2 separate regions of the Sus scrofa genome follow, and region 1 is linked to region 2. The links are chromatin contacts, called in public Hi-C maps. All regions are on one chromosome and are shown on one strand. The core of a region is the stretch at or near the end of the contact, and the rest is flanking DNA. Distances in the headings are between cores, read along the strand shown.

What was found. Hi-C and Micro-C count contacts between places; a contact is called where the count stands out from the background.
Region 1: a contact with region 2 is called in a Hi-C map of omental adipose tissue, with 2.4 times the contacts expected there. The contact joins two enhancer-like sites. A contact is called at or near these places in 2 of 5 promoter capture datasets (fetal liver and liver), 16 of 47 Hi-C or Micro-C datasets (adipocytes, adipose tissue, blood and 6 more) and 1 of 2 datasets of contacts at active chromatin or transcription factors (skeletal muscle).

The regions. Positions count from the first base shown.
Region 1 is chr13:182,479,099-182,486,733 of Sscrofa11.1, forward strand. All of the region lies in intron 2 of CHODL (chondrolectin), which reads left to right. Among named protein-coding and RNA genes, the nearest start is that of CHODL, 74 kb to the left of the region's middle. Within about 2 kb of position 3,658, at least 1 of the 83 cell types and tissues checked has an H3K27ac peak or open chromatin away from gene starts, as enhancers often do. A contact at or near this core is called in omental adipose tissue, where this site is marked.
Region 2 is chr13:182,301,355-182,308,797 of Sscrofa11.1, forward strand. No RefSeq gene overlaps it. Among named protein-coding and RNA genes, the nearest start is that of BTG3, 77 kb to the left of the region's middle. Within about 2 kb of position 4,602, at least 12 of the 83 cell types and tissues checked have an H3K27ac peak or open chromatin away from gene starts, as enhancers often do. A contact at or near this core is called in omental adipose tissue, where this site is marked.

The DNA.
Region 1 (7,635 bases), core at 2,408-4,907, 180 kb after region 2:
ATAGTGGTGATCTCACAGTTGTACACATATTTTCAAACTCATAAAATTGTATACATTAAATAGGTACACTTTTTTTTTCTCTCCGTTATTCCTCAGTACATCTATAAAAAAGAAAAAGAAAATTAAAAAAGAGAAGAGGATTGCCCGTTGTAGCTCAGTGGGTTAAGAACCTGACATAGTGTCTGTGAGGATATGGGTTTGATCCCTGGCCTTGCTCAGTGGGTTAAAGATCCAGCATTGCTGCAAGCTGTGGCGTAGGCCATAGATGCGGCTTGAATCTGGGGTTTCTGTGGCTGTGGCGTAGGCCTATTGCTGCAGCTTGGATTAGACCCCCAGCCCAGGAAGTTGTGTATGAAGTGGGTGCAGCCATAAAAAGAGGGGAAAAAAAGGGAAAAGGAAAAAAAAAAAAGAAGGAAGCTTACTTTTTTCAGTCAGTGTTTGGCTTGTCCCCTGATCATTTATTGAAAAATTCATCTTTTTAAGCTGATTTAAAACACATTTATGACATACTAAATTGTTTTATATGTTTAGGTCTGTATTTGAACTTTCTTTTTTATTTCAGTTCTTGAGCAGATTTGATTTAAAAATATTCTTAAAATTAAGAGTATTCTTAATATTGTAGCCTTTGTAATTTATAATCTGTAGAGGTGGTTCTTCCATGGTACTCTTTTTTTTTTTCAGAATTTTCCTGTTTATTTTTGCTTTTTATATTTTAATATAAACTTTGAGTTTGGCTTCTTTATTAAGTATCACCAGTATTTTTTATTAGAATCAGTTTAGAAGTATGGAGTAACTAATGGAGATTTGCACTTTTATTATGTTGTTTTCTCCTGTTCAAGATGGGTATGCTTTTATATTTTTCTTGACTATTTTTGTGTCCATTATTAGGGTTTTAAAGCTGCTGTGTACAAATTTTGCACATTTCTTATTACATTTCCTGCTGTGTGTATTAGTCAGGGTCCTGGCGAGAAAGGGATAGCAAATATTCAAGTGGAGTAATGGAGGAGAATTTAATGAAAAACTGTTTTCAAAAGTGTGGGGAAGGGTTAAGAAAACAAGAGACAGTGAAATATCCTAAGGTTAGTGACAGTAGAGAGTAGCAAAAGTGGGGAAGGAATGATCACCAGATATTGGAGAGGCCACTTATAGGAGAGGACTGCTATATAGGAGCCATGGCCATATGTAGAAGGACAGCAAAATCAAGGAGCAAATACCTCCACCTTGCTCTTCTCTTACTCTCTTTCTACCTTCCATGCCCTTTCATTAGACAAATTCAACAGAAGCTAGAGGGCAAGGAAGACCATTGACATGGCCCACAGACGTCCTCTTCCTTGGACACAGAGTAGAGAGGGGTGCAATGGACTGAATGTTTGTGCCTCACCCTCCCAAACAGAGGTTGAAATCCTAACCCCAATGTGATGGTATTAGGATGTGGATCCTTTTGGAGATAATTAGGTCATGAGGATGGAGCCCTCGTAAACTGGATTAGTGCCTTTACGAAAGAGACCCATCTTTCCGCCATGTGATGATACAAGGAAAAGTTGGCAGTACGTAACATAGAAAAGGGTCCTCATCAGACCCCAGCCATGTTGGTTCCCTGATCTTAGACTTCCAGTTTCTAAAACTCTGAGAAATAAATGTATGTTGTTTATAAATACCAAGTCTGTGGTACTTTGCTGTATCTCCCTGGACTAAGACAGAAATTGGCACCAAGAAGTGGGAATTCTGCAGTAATAAACACCTAAAAATGAGATGGAGGGAGTTGTCTGGCCTAGAGATTAAGGATCCAGCATTGTCACTGCTATGGCTCAAGTCACTGCTGTGGCATGGGTTCGATTCCTGGCCCTGGCATGCTGTGGGCGTGGCCTCCAAAACTGTAATTGAAACTAAGCAATGGGTAGAGGCTGGACGAGGTTTGAGATGGATGCTAGAAGAAACAAGATTGCTGTGAATGGATTTTTATTTTTTATTTTTCAAATGGACTTTTCAAGGTGATTCTGATGAGATTTCAGAAAGAAGAGAGCTGAAGAGAAACCTTTCTTCTTCTGAGAAAATGCCTGATTAGTCATGGACGGAATGTTGGTATAAATGTTGGGCAGTAAAGGCCATTTCTATAAGTCCTCAGATGGAAATGAGGAATATATATTGGAAACTGGAGAAAAGGTGACCTTTGTTATAAAGTGGCAAAAAAATTGGACTGAATTGTGTTTGTGTTCTTGTCTTTTGTGGAAGATAGAACTTGCCAGTGATGAGATTGGATATTTAGCTGAAGAGATTTCTAAGAAAATATTAAAGGAAAGCATGGTTCCTCCTGACTCCTTATAGTAGAATGGATGAGGTAGAAGTGTTTTGAGGATAGAAAAAAGGAACCAGAGCTTGAAGACTTAGAAAATGCTCAGCCTATCTGTATCACAAAAGATAAGAACGTGTGTTTAGGAGAGAATGCTAATGGATGTGAACCATGGAATTAGTCAACCATCTCAACAAAAGTCAAGAATAGAGATGGGATTATACTACCAGAAAAATTGCCAGCTGGACCTAAAGTGGAAAAAAATGGGACACCATGAGGGAAGACCCTCAGACTTCTTAGATCCTACAGGCCTGGACTATAGGACTGTTCGACTGCAAACATATGCTATTCTTCAGGACAAAGGAGGAAGAACCTTGAAGGCAACTCAGAAGATCATTAGAGTTGCTGCTCCCAGCACAGGCCCAGAATGCTTGGTCCCAGGGGATAGGACTATATTCACCTTGATTTCAAAGAGAGGGATAAAAGCCCAGTGGAGTCCTGGGGGTGTGAGCCCCATCCTGACAGAGAACCATGGCAAGGAGGAGCCACTGCAGAGAGAAGCAGATGGGAAGTGCCCTTCAAGCTGTTGGGTGAGATTGACACTCCAGTGGCTCCAGAAGATGGAAATGTCCTAGTGGGATTGAAGGACAGACCATGGAGCTGAAGAGGATTATTCTGAAGGGTCTTAAGGTCTCATGCACTTTGCCTTGTTAGGTGTTGGACTTTCTTAGGGCCCATCACTCCTTCCTTCTTTCCTTTTCCTCCATTTGAAATGGGAATGTCTGTTCTATGCCAGTTCTACCATTGTATTTTAGAAGCACATGACTTGCTTGATTTCATTGGTTTATAGCTGGGGAAGAGTTTTGCTTCAATATGAGTCTCACTTATATCTGATTTAGATGAATTCTAGATGAGACTTTGGGCTTTAGACTTTTGGAGTTGATGCCGGAATGAGTTAAGACGTTTCAGTTTGGGGAGGGGAATGGAATGAATGTATTTTGAATGTGAGAAGGACAGGAATTTTGCAAGCCAGGGCTGGAATGCAATAAACTAAATGTTTGTCTTCCTAAAATTCATATGTTGAAATCCTAACTCTCAGTGTGATGGTATTAAGATGTGGGGCCTTTATGAGTTAACCAGATCATGGGGTGGATATTATAAGGGATTAGTGGCCTTATAAAAGGGATCCTGGAAAGCCCTCTAGCCCTGCTTCTGCCATGTGAGGGTAACAAGAAATCAGTCTACAACCCAGAAGAGGGCTCTCACCGGAACCTGACCATGGGGCCACCATCATCTCAGGCTTCCAGCCTCCAGAACTGTTGAAAAATAGATTACTATTATTTATAAGCCACTCAGTTTATGCTTTTTTGTTATAACAGCCTGAACTGAGACAAAGGGTAAAGAGTGGATCTAAAGGGGCAAATGAAAGATATTTAGTACACTGCATATTTTCTTTCTCTTTTTGTTAATATTGTAATAGAAATATTTTGTCATTGCTCTCTGGTGTGTATGTGTGTCTACTTCTGCCATCCTGAACTTAAACTTTAAGGGAGATGATGGACAGTTATACAAATAGTTACAATAAATGTGCTAACACAGGGGAGATCAGGGGCCCCTTGAGAGCTTTAGCAGCTAGACCCGATGAAGGCTATGGAGTCATAAATTGCTCTGAAAGAAGAGAGAATTCAACTGATATCCTAAGGATGATCAGGTATTAGATAGATAGTGGAGTTAATGGTAGTAGGTTATGGTAAAGAGAAACTGGAAGTGAAGGAGGCTTTCAAGTTAGATGAAGAATTCGAATCCTTTTGTCACTATTTACTTGCTACCTGACCTTGGCTGAACTACCTAAGTTCTCTATGTGATAATTTTTCTGTTTGTAAAGTGCTTGTAGTAATTCCTCACAGAGGTTATTAGAATTAAATGAGAAATGCATTTAATTTTTAGGGGACAGTGCTTGGAAGATGGTAAGTGCTCAATAGGTTTTAGCTATTGTTGTTAATAATGTATAAGGAAGACCTGGGGTCTGTAGAGGGTGATTCCCATCAGTTGAAATTCATCAGAGTACACAGTGGGAGAGGGTCAGAGGCTCAACTGGAGATGTTGAAAAAGATAAGAATTTGGAGAACCTGGGATTTGGTAATGAGTTTGGATATTGTTCCAAGGGCAATGGAAAGTCTCCTTTAACCCAGGGAAGTTATATGATCAGATGTCTGTTTCAGAAAGTGCTGAAACAGACTTTTCTTTTTCTTTTCTTCCTGGGCACCCTACCAACCTACATTTTCAAGCTCCTTTGCAGTTAGGGGCCTGGATTCTGGCCAAGGGAATGTATTAGTGTATTAGTCAGGGTTATCCAGAGAAACAGAACTACCAGAATGTGTGTGTGTGTGTGTGTGTGTGTGTGTGTGTGTGTGTAGAGAGAGGGGGGGGAAGAGAGAGACTGATTTTGAGGAATTGTCTCAAATGATTATTGAGGCTGATGAGTCCAAAATCTGCAATGAGGGCTAGCAGGCTGGAGACACAGGGGAGCTGATGGCACAGATGAAATCTGAAGGCAGTCAGCTGGAGAATTCTCCCTTGCTCATTAAGACTGCTCTTTTTGTTTTATTCACACCTTCAACTGATTGGTGGGGCCCACCCACATTATGGAGGGCAAACTGCTTTTCTCAGAGTTTACTGATTTCAATGTCAAACTCATTCAGAAACACCATGAAAATTGACTTATAAAATTGACCATGGTAGGGTATGTTAGGCAGAAGTGATGTGTGCCCTTCACAGACTGGGCCTTAATCCTGTCATCTCCATGCCTGCTTTTGTTGCTTCTTGTCAGGTGGGAGACAGAGGATCTGGAGTAGGATTGTAAATCCTGGGGGATGAAGGAGCCACTCAATGGAAGGAAGCTGGGTCCCTGAAAGACTAGATGGAAGAAAGCCTTCATCCCACTTCCATCTCTCATTGAACTGTGACATGTATGAGAGATAAGCATATGTTATGTTAAGCTTTTGGATTTTGGGGTTGTTCATTAAGCTGAGAGTCAGGAATTCCCTGGAGAATTTTGTTGGTGTCCTGTTCTTCCTCTCCTTCTTTTTGGAAGAGAAGGGAGTAAGAAAAGAAATGCTTGAACCTTGTGGAGTTTGAGAGATAGAGGAAGTCTTGTTTTAACTCATGTCTGAGGAGTCTAAAGGTGAGAGATGCCTCTTTAACAGAGGTGCCAAGGCAGTTAGTGTATCCTAATGCAGTCACTCTGGCAGCAGTAAGGAGAATGGGTCAGAGCAGTAAACATTAGACTCAGGGAGACCAGTTAGGAATTTGTGGTTCAAGTCTAGGCAAGAGATTATGTTGATCTGGGTTAGGTTGGTGCAGTGGTTATGCAGAAGATGCCTAAATTAATCATACTGTGATTAGTAATAAACTGTTTAGTGCCTTACCAAATTATCTCAGTGAAACTCCAGATACAATCAAAATTGATTGATTATTTGGATTCACTCCATAAAAAAAGAAAACTCGTGAAATATAATGAATAATGCTCTTTCTGGTTTTCTACTTCAGGTCCAATTAAAAAGGAAAGCGTCTTAGGCAAAGTTGAGGTGATAATGCTTAACTAGGAGGCACATCCCAGTGCAGCAAGAGAGAAGGAAAGATGTGAGACAGAGAAGGATAAGAAGCAAATTCAAGGTGATATACCAAGTTGGCCACTGCTCCATTGCTCTAAGGAAAAAGTGTGCCTTAGAATAATCCATCCATCAGAAGGGGGATTGGAGGGGAGTTCCTGTTGTGGTACAGCGGAAATGAACCCAACTAGGAACCATGAAGTTGTGGGTTTTATCCCTGGCCTCGCTCAGTGGGTTAAGGATCCGGTGTTGTCGTGAGCTGTGGTGTAGTTCGCAGATGTGGCTTGGATCCCGTGTTGCTGTGGCTGTGGCATAGGCTGGTGGCTATAGAGCTCTGATTGGACGCTTAGCTTGGGAACCTCCATATGCCATGGGTGCGGCCCTAAAAAAAGCAAAAATAAAAAGGGGGAGGGATTGGAAAGGAAATTTAACCTGCCAGCTCGTTCATGCCTACTGTCCCTCTGGGTTCAAGGTTACCCCACAGGAAACATATTGCATCCTGTCCTAGAGTATTGCTGTGAGTGATGAAGGAAAGCATGAGAGCCCTGGACAGGCAGAAATCCAGGGGCGGAGGGGGGAAATAGTAAGTGTTCTGCTTACTATTACATAGTAAGAGAATAGTAAGGGTCTGCTGGAAGAGAGGCAGTTAATGTACCTTCATGAGAAGGTCTCTGAGGGCCTGCCCCTAAGTGCCTTTAGAAAAGAATCAGCCTTGGAGACCAGAGGGCAGTAAAACAGGATCATAGCTATAACCTGGGCCTGATCTAGCAAGAGGTGGGTGAGCAAGGAAGAGAAAGGAAGCCAACTTCATCCTAGTTACATACCACAGGCCTGAAAGGGGGGAAGTTATCACTTGAAATGAAAAAGTTTCAGTTATGTGATTAGACTGGACCAGACTTGACTTTTAAAATTTTGAATGAGACTGGAGGACTTTAGCTGAGCAAGGCCAAAAAAACAAAACAAAACAAAACAAAAAATGGGAAAAGCAAGGCAATAATATTTGTTTGTTATTTTGCCCAGAGTGGACATTAATGAGTCCAGAGAGCAAATTAAAAAGTCTTTTTTAAAAAAATATTTTTTGTACACCATCATGTTCACCTTATAAATCAATCAGGTGTACCCTTAACCATTCTTCTATATTGCCAAGAAAATCTTCCTCATTTAGCTCTGTTAAAATGCTGCATAAGGGGAGTTCCTCTAGTGGCGCAGTGGAAACAAATCCCACTAGTATCCATGAGGATGCGGGTTCAATCCCTGGCCTTGTCCAATGGGTTGGGGATCCAGTGTTGCGGTGAGCTGTGATATAGGTCACAGACATGCCTCAGATCCCGTGTTGCTGTGCTGTGGTGTAGGCTGGAAGCTGCAGCTCCCATTGGACCCCTAGCCCAGGAACTTCCGTATGCTGCAGGTGCAGCCCTAAAAAGTAAAAAAAAAAAAAAAAGAAAGAAAACGAAGACTTCCACTAGTTATCACTCATGATGCCCATGTTCTGAGTTAGTCAATATAATTTGATACCACCTTATCAAGCAGGTTCTAGCTATAATAGGGATTCAGGATTGAGATAGTCTGGGGATAGGGATTATACAAAGAATAGCCTGGACCCTAAACACTAGGATCCCTGGAGTATTGTTGGGAGATTTGGACAACCAGACTGAAAGGGGGTGACACTAGGTACCTGGATGGGGTGAAAGTAAGAGGAAAGCAAAGCACTGAGGACAGTCCTGGGGCTGTTTC
Region 2 (7,443 bases), core at 3,352-5,851:
AAGCAAAAAAAATCCCAAGCAGTTCAGCGGAGATATTATGGGTATTTTGACCACAATACCTTATGGTATGACCATATGGTATGACAATAATACAATATGACCATGATACCAGAAGGTATTATGGTCTCACAAGTCCCAAAATATAACCTAGGGGATCCATGGGCTTGATTGAACTATAGCCTAAATCAGTGAATTCACAAAGTCAAACATCCAGAACAGGGAACCAAAGCTCCCCTTGAAAGGAGGCAACTAGAAAGTGAGATAAAACTGTTTGCTCTTCCTTGTAGGGGAATTTTCATGTGCTCTTTGATAAAAATATACACACTTGGAGTTCCCGTCGTGGCGCAGTGGTTAACGAATCTGACTAGGAACCATAAGGTTGCGGGTTCGGTCCCTGCCCTTGCTCAGTGGGTTAACGATCCGGCGTTGCTGTGAGCTGTGGTGTAGGTTGCAGACGTGGCTCGGATCCAGCATTGCTGTGGCTCTGGCGTAGGCCGGTGGCTATGGCTCCGATTTGACCCCTAGCCTGGGAACCTCCATATGCCGCAGGAGCGGCCCAAGAAATAGCAAAAAGACAAAAAGAAAAAAAATATACACACACACACACACACACACACACACACACACTTACATATGTTCACATCCTCAAATTGGAAAGCAAAGTAGGTAGAAGTTCTTTGTTAAAGTCTGACATGCAAGATAAGAAAATGTTAGACTTTGTTTTTCCCTCCTACAAGAAAGCCCTATAGACCAAAAATGGATGGTAGACTTATTACCTATATTCTTGGGTAATCAGGGTGGGTGTCAGACAGTGACGTTATAGTCAAGGGTAATGTCATTACAGTCAAGGGTAATTTTATCAGTTTATTCTGCAAGTCCTAGCATATAGAGTTGACTACTGTTCTGTAAGAACCAATCCAAGATGAAATGCAAGATAGAGTGGTCTTTTGTAAAATAACTTACATAAAATTTAGTGAGTCTACACCAAACTTCTAAATTAGTACTAGAAAAGAACAGTAACTGTAGTGTGCCACAAGAGGGCACACTGGTACTTTTAAATACCAATAACTTGGCAGGCCAAGGGAGCATAATTGAAGGAAAGATTTCAGGTACAAAGCCAGTTGCTTTTCTATAATTACTAAATATCAAATCTGGAAGAGTTTTACTAGTAACTTTCCTAGATTTGAAAAGAGCAGTAAGGTTTTTAAAGGCACATTATTTCTTATTTTCATAGAAAGGAATGAGTTTTTTTTCTAAAAATTTATTTTCCTGGGCTAATATTTTATTAGATGTATAATTTGTACCATCACCAATTATCAAGGTGTTTTGGGAAAAAATTTTTAAATATATTGTTTCCTGGAGTTCCCATTGTGGTGCAGCAGAAATGAATCTGACTAGTATCTGTGAGGTTTTGGGTTTGATCCCTGGCCTTGCTCAGTGGGTTAAAGGATCTGGCATTGCTGTGGCTGTGGTGTAGGCCGGCAGCTGTAGCTCTGATTTGACCCTTAGTCTGGGAACTGCTGTATGCTGCAGGTGTGGCCTTAAAAAGACAAAGAAAAAAAAAAATATATATATATATAATTTCCTTTTGTTGGCAATACAGTTTGCAAATTGGTGAAATTGGGGTTCATTTTAGAAAATGGAGTAAAGTGGAGAAAATTATGACAAATTAACAGAGATTCAAATAATCTTCTACCCTTTCCCCTTACATATGTAACTAGATGATTCATCATATATTTTAAAAATAGGGTTTATTGGAGTTCCTGTCGTGGCTCAGCAGAAATGAATCTGACTAGGAACCATGAGGTTACAGTTTTGATCCCTGGCCTCACTCAGTGGGTTAAGGATCCAGCATTGCCATGAACTGTGGTTTAGGTTGCAGATCAGGCTCAGATCCTGAGTTGCTGTGGCTGTGGTATAGGCTGGCAGCTACAGCTCCGATTAGACCCCTAGCCTGGGAACCTCCATATGCTGTGGGTGCAGCCCTAAAAAGACAAGGGACAAAACAAACAAACAAACAAAAAAACAAGAAGTATTTATTGAAAGGAATGTCCATCATTTTTTAGACCTTAATTTTTGCCTCCTTAATAAACCAGTGAAATTCAAACATGAGATTGAAAAAAGAATATGTATGTTGTGACATAAAACTAAGGATTAAAAATTAAGCAAAATAAAGCAAATGAAAAAATTCTCACAGCATACGTGTTTCAGGGTGATCCTGGAAGTGTATGTGGTATTTTTCTATCAGAGGAAAATCTATAAATATTCTCACTGAAATGTTCCTTTAGTCCAGGGATGGGCAAACTTTTTTTGTCAAGGACCAGAAAGTAAATACTTCTGGCTTTGCAGGCCATATGGTCTCTGTCTGTGTCTGGCTACTCAGTTTTGCTACTGTACCATGAGAGCAGCCATAGACAAGCAGATGAATGGGCCTGGTTGTATTCCAGTAAAATGTTATTTCCAAAAACAGATGCCAGGCTGGATTTGGCCCCTGGATCACATTTCGCCTTACCCACTTAAGTCTAGCTGTGGACTTCACAGAGAAGGGTGAGTGAGGACAAATAAGCCTTGGAGATCTGGACATTGGGGTGCACCCAGAACCCCCAACTGGAAGGCAAGAAGATGTTAAAAGCTTCACCTCAGATCTCAAGAGAGGCTCAGCAGTGTCCTTGGAGAGAAGCCAAAATACAAACTATCTTAGGGGAGTTTCCCTGCAGCTTATTTAAGAACCCAACAAGTATCCATGAGGATGCTGGTTTGATCCTTGGCCTTGCTCAGTGGGTTAAGGATCTGGGGTTGCCGTGAGCTTGGGTATAGGTCCCAGATGCAGCTCAGATGCCAAGTTGCTGTGGCTCTAGTGTAGGCCGGTAGCCGCAGCTCAAATTTGACCCCTAACCCTGGAAATTCCATATGCTGTGGATGTGGCTCTAAAAGAAAAAAAGAAAAAAAAAATCTTAGGAAAAAGCATACTTTAGAAAATTGATCAAAACAGATGCTCAGCCCATGTCAAAAACAAATGCAGCTCTGAAGGGTCAGTAAATCAAAAACATCTAAGAGACCAGGCATTTGTACCCAGTCCCAGCATTCCTGGCACTCAAAGCCACCCAGAAGTAAGGAAAATCTTGAACCCTGCAGGAAACTAGGAGTTTTGCAGCAAGAGAATTGTGGGTCACACTTAGTCTCAGTGATGCAGCCTCATTTTCTGAACATAAAGAAGCACGTCCTAAGTCCAGGGTCAAGGACGTTTTCTAAAGGACCACTGGAACTTCAAATATTTTGAAAATATATTTCACAGTTCATAGAAATATCAGCTACATTCTCTGAGTGACAGGTGTGTTATACTTTGATTTGGGAGTTGAGCTAAGATTTTCACTAATCAATTAATTAACTGCTGGGGGAAAAAAAATGCTTAGAAGAGTATATACTGAAATGGTTCCCAGGTTTTGCTATGAAAAAAATGTCAAGGACATTTTTTAAAAACACAGGTTCTTAAGTCTCATTCCAGACCTATTGAATTAGATCTTCTAGAGCCTGTGGGCCAGGCATTTTGACCATGCTGCCCAGGTGGGTCTTCTCAGCTTCGGGCTAGCATCAGCTCAGGGACCAGCATTTGGGAATCACTAGGACAAAAGACTGACCCCAGGTTTGAAGTTTGGCTGTGCTGGGTTTAAATTCAGGCTCTCTCTTTTATTAGCTGTTTGACCCAGAGCTAGCAATGTAACACTTCCGAGCTTTGGTTATGATACCTGTAACAAGGAGCCAACATTTGCCCCTGTGGAAGGACTGAAAATCTGATGTGGCTTTCACATCAGATGCTTTTGGCTCTTTTACATCCTCTCTGCTCATTCTTCATGGGGACAAAGTAGTTTGATTTGCTACTGCTCTACTCACCACACTGAAGTTTACTGACAGTGAAAGCATTTTTAAAAAGACAAGGAGTTTCTGTTGTGGCTCAGCAGGTTAAGAACCTGACACAGTGTCCATGAGGACATGGGTTCAATCCCTGGCTTTGCTTAGTGGTTTAAGGATCCGGCCTTGCTGTGAGCTGTGGTGTAGGTTGCACACACAGCTTGGATCCACATTGGTGTGGCTGCAACTCTCATTTGACCCCTAGCCCGGGAACTTCCATACGGTGATACTAAAAAGGAAAAAAAAAATACATAAGCTTAGTTTTGCTCCACAGGACCATTTCTTTTTGAATCTCCTGAGAATTCTGGCTTAGGTCATATCATCTCTATTTATCAACACCCGTTGGGGAAAAGCCAAAGAAGGGAGACATCAAGTCCTCAGACACCCCATCAAGCCCTGGCCTGCACTGATTTTCTTTGCAAATTGGCTTAAGGCAATTCCAAAGTCAGGGCTGGTAACTTGGCTTTCAGTTTCAAATTTCTGCTGCAGTTGAGCTCTGTCCTTACATGCTGGTATAGGGGGGTTTTGCTTCTTTGTCAGAAGCTCAGGCGCAGTGAATTAGGCCACACCTGCTGCTCCTTTATTTTTCTTTTTTTCTCTGGTTTATCTTAACAAATCAGGACATCCTTCCCTCTGAATCTGAAGTGTGGAAAATCAGGGGGCAGCCTCCAATTGTTCTTTGGCAAGGGATGTGATTCTGAGGAAGGAGCTGACTACTCCCTTCCTCTGGCCTGGAACATTCTTCTAACTAAGCAATTATTCATCTGCTCTTTGGGAAGAGAGTTGTTCCTCCTTCCTGAATATATACGGCCAACATGAACTCATCAAGGAGGAAAATTTCTACCTCCATGGTAGAAACATTTGTGGAGCAGAAGAGGAGTGGAGTTTGGCAACTGTTCCATTATTTTGTGGAAAGAAGAAAGCCAGGGAAAAATAAAATTCTGCTTAAAGGAAGAGTTTAAGCACGCAGGTCCATGGGGGTGGCTTTTCCAGCAGTTGTGGCAGATGTGACGGAGGAGTCAGGAAGGCACATCTGAATTTCAGGAGTTGGTGAACTCAGCATTTAAGTTTATTTGCAAGTAAAACCCGAGGGGCTTGTTGTTTTCTATTTTGAGAGTTGGGCATTAGCTAAATCAGGAATGAAGAATCCTACAAAAGTATGTTTACTGCTGAATTTCTCTACTGCTTCTGCTTAGCAACTTCAAGCAGAGTAAAGGAGACAACTATAAATCTTTCAGTGAATCAAGATATGGCAACTGGACAACATTGGGATATTATATTAGAGTGTTATTTTTAGGACAATAGCTCTATTCTTAAATGATACTTCTTAGGCCCGAGAGTAAGTCTAAATTTTAAGTTATCCCTTTAAATCTATGCACATCTCTCAGAATCTCAGGAGAAATAAATATTCTGAAAACAAAACGTGACTTTGCATTATTTTTACCAGAAAAATCCTCTTTAAGTCAAATACTAAAGCAATGCACATATGTTCAAATTAGTCAGAAGTAAAATTGTTAGGTAAAGCTGAAATATTCATGTGAAAAATAAATGGAAACAAAAAGATGAGTAAGCTGTCACTAATTTTATTTTCAGATTAGCAGTCTTGAATGCAGAGTGTCCTCTCTGAGATAAACTTTTTTTTTTTTTTTTATTGAAGTATAGTTGATTTACAATGTGGCGTTAATTTATGCTGTACAGCAAAGTAACTCAGTTATGCTCAGTCGGACCTTCTATTCCTCCAGCCTATGTATAATAGTTTGCCTCAGCTAATCCCAAACTCCCAATCCTTCCCTTCCCCAGCCCCCACCCTTGGCAATAACAAGTCTGTTCTCTATATCTGTGAGTTTGTTTTTATTTCATAGATATGTTGATTTCTGTCATTTTTTTAGATTCCACATGTAAGTGATATCATATATTATTTGTCTTTGATTTCCTTTACTTAGTATGATTATGTCTAGGTCCATTCATATTGCTGCAAGTGGTATTATTTCATTCTTTTTAAAGGGTGAATAGTATTTCATTGCATACATGTACCATATCTTCTTTATCCATCTGTCAATGGACGTTTAGGTTGTTTTCATGTCTTGGCTATTGTAAATAGTGCTGCTATATACATAGGGGTGCATGTATCTTTTAAAATTATAGGGTTTTTTTTTTCCCCCTGAGTATATGGCCAGTAGCAGGATTGCTGGATCATATGGTAACTATTTTTAGTTTTTTGAGGAACCTTCATACTGTTTTCCATAGTGGCTGCCCCAATCTAACTAAAATAAAATATTAATACTTTTAAAATTTTTCTAAAATAACATCTCAAGGAATTACTGTGGGGTCAAAATAATAGCATTACTTTTGATAGATAAAAATGATTGCTTTGTACATTTCCAGGCACTTTTGATATTTGTGGTGGAGAAAATTAGTTCCAGCCAGGCGGAAGGCTTTCAACACGGTGGTAGCTACAGTGTTTTTTTATAAATGAGCTGCAACACACTGTGATATCATTTAATAATGATGCTTCCCCATGCAATGAAAACTTTGAGTAAGATTTAAAAAATAGGTAACAAGTGAAATAGAAGTAAATGGCTAATGCAGCTAAAACATCGCTTTATAAAACTGGAAGCCCTGGCATCGTCTCTGCTTTTGCTCTCTCTGCTTCTACTCTGTGACCAAGTTCACAGTCTCCTACTTTTCATTTTCTTGGCCATTTTGCACAGTTCTTCACTGTCTCCCTTTAAACTATTACTGCAGTCTCCTAAATGTTTCTCCCTATTTTTGGTAGTCCATCTTCCTGAAACACAGACCCAGTTATGTCATGCTTCTGCTAAAACTTTTGTTTGCTACAACTCTGATGAGCCTGATGAGGACAAGTCTCTCTGGGATTCTCTTTGCTTTGGAGTGAGACCTTTACTAATGGTCCATCCCTGGAGGAAGTGTTTATGTTAGGCAGGTTGTCAGGCCCCAACCAAGTAACACTGGGATTTTTCCAGGAGCCTGGAACCTACAGGAAAACTGGATTGCTGGTGAGGACATTGAGACAGAAGCCCTTGCAGCTGGAGCTGAGCTGGAGGCCCAGTGGTCATTGAGTACCCAAGCACACAGGTGATGGATAGAATAGCAGGATGAGACCCAGGGCTCACTCTGATGGATATGGGGTAACCAATCTGCTTCCTCTCCTGTTCAGAAATCTCCGAGGCTCAACTGACCAATTTTAGATCTTGGTAAGGGCCAGTGGGGCAAGACTAAGACAGGCTTCTTCTGGTCTCCACAGTCATGCTTCCTAACCTGAGCTCATCCTCTGAATTTCTCAGGAATAGTCCAGATATCCATTCTAAATTGTCTGAATCAGATTATCCAGGTCTGACTCCCAAGAATATATATTTTAACAAGTTTTCCAGGTAATTCTTTTGTAGTCAGTCCAGCTCAGGTGTGGGGAACCAGTGAATTAAAGGGGGAAAAATTAATATTCCTCACCATGACCTTCAAAGCTCCAACTACCAAGCTGTCATCATTCTGTAGTAGTCACCTTAGTGGGGTTTT